Linked DNA regions of Mus musculus: regions 1 and 3 are each linked to region 2. The links are chromatin contacts, called in public ChIA-PET and HiChIP or PLAC-seq maps. All regions are on one chromosome and are shown on one strand. The core of a region is the stretch at or near the end of the contact, and the rest is flanking DNA. Distances in the headings are between cores, read along the strand shown. Region 1 has its middle 26 kb from the start of Zfp563. Region 2 holds the start of Myo1f (myosin IF). Region 3 holds the start of Kifc1 (kinesin family member C1).

The links. ChIA-PET counts read pairs in DNA pulled down with a chosen protein or histone mark. HiChIP or PLAC-seq counts read pairs in DNA pulled down with a chosen protein or histone mark.
Region 1: an H3K27ac HiChIP or PLAC-seq map of bone marrow-derived dendritic cells shows a contact between it and region 2, with 4 times the contacts expected there. The contact joins the enhancer-like site here to the promoter of Myo1f in region 2. A contact is called at or near these places in 8 of 39 promoter capture datasets (the 3T3-L1 cell line, cranial neural crest, embryonic stem cells and 4 more), 1 of 15 datasets of contacts at CTCF or cohesin (stem cell-derived epiblast-like cells), 1 of 484 Hi-C or Micro-C datasets (the G1E-ER4 cell line), 3 of 115 datasets of contacts at active chromatin or transcription factors (bone marrow-derived dendritic cells, embryonic stem cells and large pre-B cells) and 2 of 9 other capture datasets (adipose tissue and embryonic stem cells).
Region 3: a contact with region 2 is called in an RNA polymerase II ChIA-PET map of memory CD8 T cells, with 5 read pairs. The contact joins the promoter of Kifc1 here to the promoter of Myo1f in region 2. A contact is called at or near these places in 1 of 39 promoter capture datasets (the HPC-7 cell line) and 2 of 115 datasets of contacts at active chromatin or transcription factors (large pre-B cells and memory CD8 T cells).

The regions. Positions count from the first base shown.
Region 1 is chr17:33,061,684-33,064,383 of GRCm38.p6, reverse strand. It overlaps the pseudogene Phf8-ps. Among named protein-coding and RNA genes, the nearest start is that of Zfp563, 26 kb to the left of the region's middle. Within about 2 kb of position 1,298, at least 8 of the 459 cell types and tissues checked have an H3K27ac peak or open chromatin away from gene starts, as enhancers often do. A contact at or near this core is called in bone marrow-derived dendritic cells, where this site is marked.
Region 2 is chr17:33,554,233-33,557,016 of GRCm38.p6, reverse strand. Myo1f (myosin IF) reads right to left here and starts at 1,310. Exons shown (of 28, transcript NM_053214.2): 1 at 1,161-1,310. The coding sequence starts at 1,163.
Region 3 is chr17:33,889,099-33,891,974 of GRCm38.p6, reverse strand. It overlaps Kifc1 (kinesin family member C1), which reads left to right and starts at 1,342. Exons shown (of 11, transcript NM_001195298.1): 1 at 1,342-1,497. The coding sequence starts at 1,480.

The sequences.
Region 1 (2,700 bases), core at 49-2,548, 490 kb after region 2:
AATGCTGAAGGTTAAAGGGAGTCTCTTGGGCTACAACTACTCTGATTTTATAATTTCAGTTCTTCACTGTTAGATTCGTAAGTAAACTGACTCATGAAAGTGGTTGGGAAGTGTAGTCCCCAGGGTTTATTTGGAAGTAGTATTACCATGACCCTGAGTTGTATATTTTTTATCAAGCATGTTGGTCTCTATTTATCAACTTCCATGGAGTGCACATTCTTAAACTAATTAAAGAACTCTCAAAGCAGGGTTGTTGTCATCTGTGATGATCTGCCTTATCATTAGCTCAAAGAAATGGAGCCCGTCAACTGTGCACTGAGACGTTTGGAATCACTAAATCCACTATAAAGTTGCTTTTCTTAGCTATTTTAATGCTTTGTTTGCTTGTTTATTTTGTTTTGAGATGTGTTCTGTCTAGATAGCCTTGGCTGTCCTGGAACTCACTCTGTAGACTAGTATGGCTTCAAACTCACAGAAATGTGCTTTTCTCTGTCTCTCAAGTGTTGCATTTTAAGACATATGCTACAACATCGAGATTCTTAGCTATTTTTTTAAAAAGATGTTTTAATTTTATTTTATTTGTATGAGTGTTTTCCTGCTGTTTACATGTGCACTATGTGCATGTCTGGTGCCTGCAGAGACTAGAAGAGGGTGTTTGGTGCCCTAGAACTGAAGTTATAGAAGGTTGTAAGCTGGCTAAGGGTCATGGGAACAGAACTCAGGTCCTCTGTAAGAGCAGCAGCACCCTTAACCACTGAATCATCTCTCCAGCCTCATTTCTTAGTTCTTTTTAGCATTAATATACAGCTCATTATTGCACTCAATTCTTTAAGACAGTATTAAGAGAGTGGTTAAAATATTATTAAAAATAAAGGCAGAATTTAATGGGCTATACATAACCAGAAAATAAGTTCATGATGCAGTAGAGAGTGTAAGACCTGAAGAGCCTTATATCCGGGATGACCCACTCACAGAAACACAGAGATGGAGATCAATGCAACAAGCAAGAAGTTTATTGATCTGGCATGCCAGGACCATCCTGCAATGGGGCAGAGACAACCTTGAATCTCCTAAACACACACTTTTTATACAGTTTAAGGGTAGGCCTTGGTAACAACAACATGAGTTGGTTTAAGCCCATTGTTAAGCTGACCTTTAGGGGCCCCCCTTTAGAAATGGTAATTAGCCTCTCCCAGGGAGGCAGTAAGTGCTTCACGACCTTCCCTAAGCAGCATAGAGCATGAGGTGAGGTCTTAGGTCACTACAAGAGGGAACTGAAACATTCTTGGTCATTATCTGTGACTGCCTTGCCTTCAGGGCTTTCTGGTAAAGCTTTTTTTTGCTGGGTCATTCCAAGAAGGGAGTGTTTGCCACAGCATTCTAGCAGAAGATCCCCAGCATGTAATTCTAGCAAGGTCTTTCAGTAGTCATCTTATGTTCTCTAAGGTCACACATTCCCCTCTTTTTTCTTGTATTTCAAACATGAAATCATGACTCACTCTAGCCCAACTCTTGATACTGTTCTCTTAACATCATAATCTGAACTGTACTTATAGGCCAGCAAGCAGATCAAAATGCAGGGGCTGAAAAGTAAAAGCAGCATCAGGATTATCTTTCTTTGTAAAACCTAAGGCCCCAAATGTATCCCCTTGTCCAATCCAAAGCCTGTTTCCCTGGTTCAGTAAAGGTGACACGGAGTGGGTGACACCAGCTCTCACACTCAGGTCAGTATGTCCATCCTAGACCCCCTGACTCATGGTGATTATAGTTGGCTATTACCTGAACATAGTCCCAATGTGAGGTGGGCTTCATAAGGCATCACCCGTGGTCTCACAGGCCCAGCTCTTGCAGAAAAAGTCAGAATTTTGGATTGAGGGACCAATCTCCGTGGATCCCGGGACAGACGTAGAAGGGCAGGGTTCGAAGCATGCTTCTCTGGCTGACATGTCCGCAGTCTCCCCATAGGTCTAATCCATGTCACCCAGGTGGGGAAGGTGATGAAAGAGCAGTCTGAGTATTAAATTACCCCTCCAGGTCCCAGTTATCTGGGGCTCCTAAAGCCAACTTACAAACATCTGGAAAAAAGTCAGGCTAGACTCCAAACAGTCTCTCCCACCCTGTTTATGACCTGCCAGGTTAGGTTGCGTGGCTGATGAGGACCAAGGATAGTAGAACACAAGGGAAAGGTGCTAAAATACAGTACCAGGGGAAGAACCCACATCTTTGGGCCCTTTGATGATCTTCAGCTTCAGAAGGTTCTCTGTAGTCTGGACCCTCCAAGTGAGGTGGTCTTCTGGAATTTCAGTTTCAGTCGGGGGAGCAAGCTTCCCATGTGAGGCGTGTATCCAGGCAGCGATTCCGTCTACCTTGACAGCCATTGGAATAGTTAGCAGTACTAGATAAGGTCCTTTCTAACAGGGCTTGAGCATCTGGGAGCGGTGTCACCTCATGTAGACCAAATCTCCAATCTGGAACCGATGTGATGTCTTAGGGGTACCAGGTTCATAGGCAGCTGCCAGATGTGACCACACTTCTTTTTGTACCACCTGCAGGCCCTTTAGCCTGGCGTACAAATCATTGTTACTATGACAAGTGGGTTCAAGAACATCCCCCAGAAAGGTCCGAGGAGCAGGAGTCCCATACAAGATTTCAAAAGGAGTCAGACTAAAGTGGGAGAGGGTGTTTCTGACTCTAAACAGG
Region 2 (2,784 bases), core at 61-2,560:
GGAGCCATGGGGTGATTTGTGTAATCACTACTGGCTTTTATTGTATGTGCCATGATGCTGCTAAGTCTAGACCCATGCATGGTGCTGATCATTCTCCAGCCTTCTCATCATCAACAGACTTCAACTTGAACTTGTAGTGACATCTCTGTCTGCAGCGTCTCCACTGCCATCCTTGGGTAGTAGGGAGAACGGTCTCTCCTTTGTATACCTTTCCTCTATCCTTTCTCCACCTAGTCCTCCATCTCCTCCTCTTTTTTTCTTCCTTCCTTCCTTCCTTCCTTCCTTCCTTCCTTCCTTCCTTCCTTCCTTCCTTTCTTTCTTTCATTAGGTATTTTCTTTATTTACATTTCAAATGTTATCCCCTTTCTTGGTTTCCCCTATGAAAACCCCCATCCCCTCCCTCTCCTCTTCTTTCTATTCCTTATCTCCATTCCTATTTTTCCTTTTCTTCTCCTAGCTCTCTCTTCCCCCTCCTTTTCATCCTTTGCTATCTTCTGCCGCACACCCACATCTCCAACTCCTCCTTAGTAAAATTAACTGGTCCTGGAAGTTAAATGAGGATGATGATGACTTATTTTCAGTGCTAGAGATGATACCCAGGATCTTGAGCACACTAGCCAAGCACCCGCACTGAGCTATCATCTGCCCCTGTGATTGTTATAGTCAAACCACCTAGGATCACTTGCACTGTTATCCCACCCCATGAGAGTGGCCAAACCTACAGATCCCTCTGATGAATGTTCCCAAGAAAAGCCCTACACCCCTCAAACACTCCTTTCTCCAGACCAACTTCTAAATAAGAGTTCTAGAAACAGAGGCTAAGAGAGGGAAGAGCTTGTTTCAAACTGCAGGGGAAGACTAGTTCTGAGATGAGTTGATAACCTAGTTCTCTAAGCCCCTGAAAAGGGACATGTTCTCTTCCTGACGACTGTGTAATTCCTTCAGGGACACTTTCTTTCCTATTTATGTTGCAGTATTGGTCCTCATACCCAGCCTGGCAGATGCAGATTGGAGCTTGATTCTTGGTGAGGGACATGGGGTGCTCTGTGCTGTCCTATGGAACTCTGTCTCTGAAGGCTCTGTGGTTCTCATAACCATTGCCCCAAGTTTTGAGGGTGCTACCAGGTTACCACTCCCAGATCCCACCTTGAACAACTTACCATGGTGAGGGATGGTATGTAGGCTCCTGTGGGTAATGACAGGGGTGCAGGCTCAGAGGGTTCTAGGGGGTGGCTCTGGCATGGCTCTCCTCCTTCACAGGCTCTTGGCCCTAGTTCCTCTTGTAACAGCCCCTCTTTTACTTCCTTTGCGGGAGGGCTCATGACCACAGGGGAGGGAAGCTGAGGGCGGGGACAGTGCTCTGAGCTCTAGCAGCAATGACAGGGCTGAGGGAACCGTTTGGAGCTTACCCTGAAGGGATAGGTCAAAGTTGGCGGGCAGTCACTGCCAGACTAGAGAAAGTCCTTTATCCATCATCTACCTCAAGAAAAGAGTTACAGCAAAAAGCACCCAAATCAGCTGACTGCAGGACTGGCCGCTTAGTTCTCTTCAGAATCAGGGGAAGGAAGTACCATTTCAGATGTGTGTCTGCTCAGAGTTCCCATGGAAACCCTTTATGGTCCTCCCTGTAGACTGTTCCTCCAAAGCCAGGTCTGTTAGTAAGGGAAGTTTAACTGGAGTAGAAGACACCACAAGACTTATTTCCCTTTAATGTCTGTATTTCTCTTTGTGTGCGTTTCTATATGGGTGCATATGAATGTGTGGAGGGAGGTCAGAAGACAACCTTAGGTGAGTGCCAGTTCTCACCCTTCTCCTTGAAATAGGCATCACTGTTGTTTTCCTACTGTGGAAATCAGGCTAGTCTGCAAGCTTCCTGGATTCTCTTGTCTCCACCTCCTATCTCCATGTCTCAGATATTTGTTACCTTTATCTGGCTTTATGTGGGGTCTGGGGATTCAAACTCATGCCCTGATGCTTGTTGTGAAAAGTGAGCTATTGGCCTTGAGAGAGAGAGAGAGAGAGAGAGAGAGAGAGAGAGAGAGAGAGAGAGAGAGAGAAAGAGAAAGAGAGAGACACAGAGAGAAACAGAGACAGAGACAGAGAGACAGAGACAGAGACCGAGACCTTTGGAACCCAGGAGGCACTGGATCTCTGGGAGTTTACATCTGTTAACCACCTGATATGGGTGCTTGGAATTGAACTGTGGTCCTCTGAAATTACAGGAAGTAATCTTCTATCCAGTTGAGCCTTCTATCCAGCAAGCACCTCCCACTGTCACTCCACCCCAAATCTGGATATTGTTGTGGTTTTTGTTTTTGAGATAGGGTTTCCACTGTATAATTTTGACTTGTCTGGAGTTTGTAAGTAGCAAATTTGGTCTCAAACTCAGAGATCCTCCTGCCTCTGGATTGTGGGGCCCAAAGATGTACACACCATTCCTGGCCCAATCTGGGTTTTCACACTTACAGCCTTGCTGTTTTCCTGACTTGGCTCTATCAGCAGCAGCCAGCACATGTAGGGCCTACCATACGTTAGCTCAGTACTTGGTCTTTGGAAGACCAGATCACAAATGAGTCTTCTGTTGACATGGAGGAAATGACAGTTCCTAGAAGTTGTCACCTCCTCATGTTACCCACTGGGGAGGTGGCTAAGACCAAACCAGACTGGTGAGAGCCTAACAGGGACCTGTGTTCTAATCCATCTTTGGTCCATGCCACAGAGACTGGGAATGTCTCTGTGTCCTGTGCTCTCTTTCCATAGGTGAGAAGTCTATATTCTTCTCCA
Region 3 (2,876 bases), core at 93-2,592, 330 kb before region 2:
ATAATAAATCTTTAAAAAAAAAAAGAAACTGCTGGGTGTGGTTGCGCACGCCTTTAATCCCAGCACTCGGGAGGCAGAGGCAGGCAGATTTCTGAGTTCGAGGCCAGCCTGGTCTACAGAGTGAGTTCCAGGACAGCCAGGGCTACACAGAGAAACCCTGTCTCAAAAAACCAAAAAAAAAAAAAAAAAAAAAAGAAACATACTATTTATTTATCCAGTTATGTATGTATGTATGTGTGTGTGTGTGTTTCTTTATTTATTTAAGACAGGGTCTCTCTACAGAGCCTGGCTGCCCTGGAATTTACTTTGTAGACCTGGTTGGCCTTGAACTCAAGAGATCTGTCTGCCTCTGCATTCTGAGTACTGGGAACTGGGATTAAAGGCGTGTGCCACCAAGCCTGGCTTCTAGTTTTGTTTTGATTTTTTAATCTAAAAGATTGTTTATTGACCTGGGCATGGTGGCACAGGGTAGCCCTAGCATCTCTGAGTTCAAGGCCAGCCTGTTCTACAAATAGAATTCCAAGACAGTCAGGGCTACACAGAGAAACCCAATCTCGAAAAAACAAAATAAATATATATGTAATTTATGTGTTTTATATATATATATATATATATATATATATATATGCTTATATATATAATACGTACTATTGGGTATTATTTATATGTGTAAAGATATATGTTTATGTATATAATACATATTGTTTATGTATAATATATAATATTGGAGGCAGGAGGGGCACAGAAAACTTTGTGGCGAATTAGTTCTCACCTTCCACATTATATGAGTTTCAGGGATAACCAGTTTGCTATCCTCCCGGCCCTACTCTAGATTTATGACTTTATTACATCTCCAGATATGGGTTCCACTTTTTCTTCTTTGAGGACAGGTCAGCGCCATCAACCAGCTTCCACTTTTCGGACCTGAGAAAGTGGACCAAGAGCGACCTCGGTGTAACAGTCTCCAGTCTACAGGGTTGGCGAGGAGGTGTGCAAGTTCAGCAGTATCCGCTAGGTGGCGCTCGCTCCGCCCCGACCCCGCTCAGGCACATGCGTATTGCCTCCCCCACGCCACTCCTCCACACAAGCGCACTTCTGACGCAACCAGAGACCTCAGGAAGCCGCGCTCGGCGCTCGGGAGGGGGAGAGGGAGAAAAGAGGAAGAGCGGATCCGGAAGTAGGATCCAAGGGGTCTAGTTCTGGTGCTCTAGCGGACTAGAAGAGTCGCGACTCAGGGGGCGTGGCCCCGGAGGCGGAGGGCACCGTGATTGGCTCGCGACCGCGGCGCCGGCGCGGATTGGCCTCTGCGGATTGAAGTGCGTTGACTGCGCGGAGGTTGAAATTCAAAAGTGGCGGGTGTGGCTGATTGGCCTGGCTCCTGGACAGCCTGGCTTCGGCGTTTTGCGGCGCGAGCCCTTGAGAGGACGCGGGTCTCATCGTCCTGCCTGCTGCCTTTGCACCCTTTCTGTGCGGACCACCATGGACGTGCAGGCGCAGGTGAGTGCGGCGGAGACGACCTCGCGCCAAGATCGGAGGACGCAGGCCGGCCGCCCGGAGACCCGCGTCCCGGGGACAGGTCGGGGCAAGCCGTCCTGCAGGGGAGGGTCGCACCGCCTCGCGCCCAGGACACCAGCGGCCGAGTCAGTGAGGGCAACACACACACACACACACACACACACACACACACACACACGGCGAGGTCCCAGGACAGTCGCAGCGACGTTGGCCCGCCATTCCAGTCGTGCAGGCGCGACCATCCCGTGTCCCTTATCCCCCTCCAGCATTTCCCATTTCGAATTCTCAAGCGGATTCGACATGTTTGTGCTTCTCAGTTCTTACAGATCGCCTTGTGGGAGAAGCGAGGGTTCTGAAAGAGGCCTTGTCGCTTGTCCGCAAAGTACCTTTCTTGCTGATGACCTGTTGTGTTGCTGCTGGATCGGGATAGAGGAAGGGGAGAGGAGAAATGGGGGCATCGGCCCAGAGGATCCTTATTCCCTCGCCTGCCTCTTCCTTTTGCTCATTTGGACTGCTGACTAGTTTATGGGGGTGCCCTTCTTCACCACAAGCATCTGAGGCGTATGTGTGTGGCAATTAATGGACTGATCTCTCTGGTGTCAGGAAAGACCGGCCTGCATTCTTTGTTTACCAGCATTTCAGTCTAGACTGACTCACAGTCGGTGTTCAGCTTGAAGAGACTTTCTGGTATACTCACAGCCAAAAGGGAGAGCACTGCACTGTGACAGGTGACAGTTAAAAAGTAAAATAGTTTTTCTCAGATTTGTTCCTGCAGTATTTGCCAAGCATCTTCTGGCCCTGCACAGCTGTACTTATGTAGGAGACAGGAGTCCTAGCTACCAGTGAGCTGACACTCCCTGGGGAGACAGACATAATACAATTTGTATCTCTATTGGGAGGGAGTGAAGGACAGTAAAGGTTCAAGCAGATGGAAGGGGAAGAAGAAAGCTAGGAGGAACAACATTAACTAAGGTATGGAGAGTTAAAACTGGAAGGAAGAGGTCTGTGGTGCAGTGCTAGGCGAGCATCCAAGAAACACCTGGGTCTATAGTCCCCTGAACCAAAAGCAACGAACCATCCTGAAGTCAGTTGTGCACCTGAGGTCACCTGTGTGGAGGCTCAGACCAGAGCTTGGAGATTCAGGCCAGTGATACATTGTCTCAAAAAAAAAAAAAAAAACCAATATAAATTTGACCTAGTAACCTGAAGCTGGTAGCATGCCCAAGAATAGCAGGGTTTGCTTGCTGATTTGTTGTTGTTGTTTTGTTTGTTTGTTGTTGTTGTTTTGTGGTTTGTTTGTTGTTGTTTTGTGGTGGTGGTAGCTGTTTTCCCTGTGTAACCCTGGCTGTCCTAGAACTCAC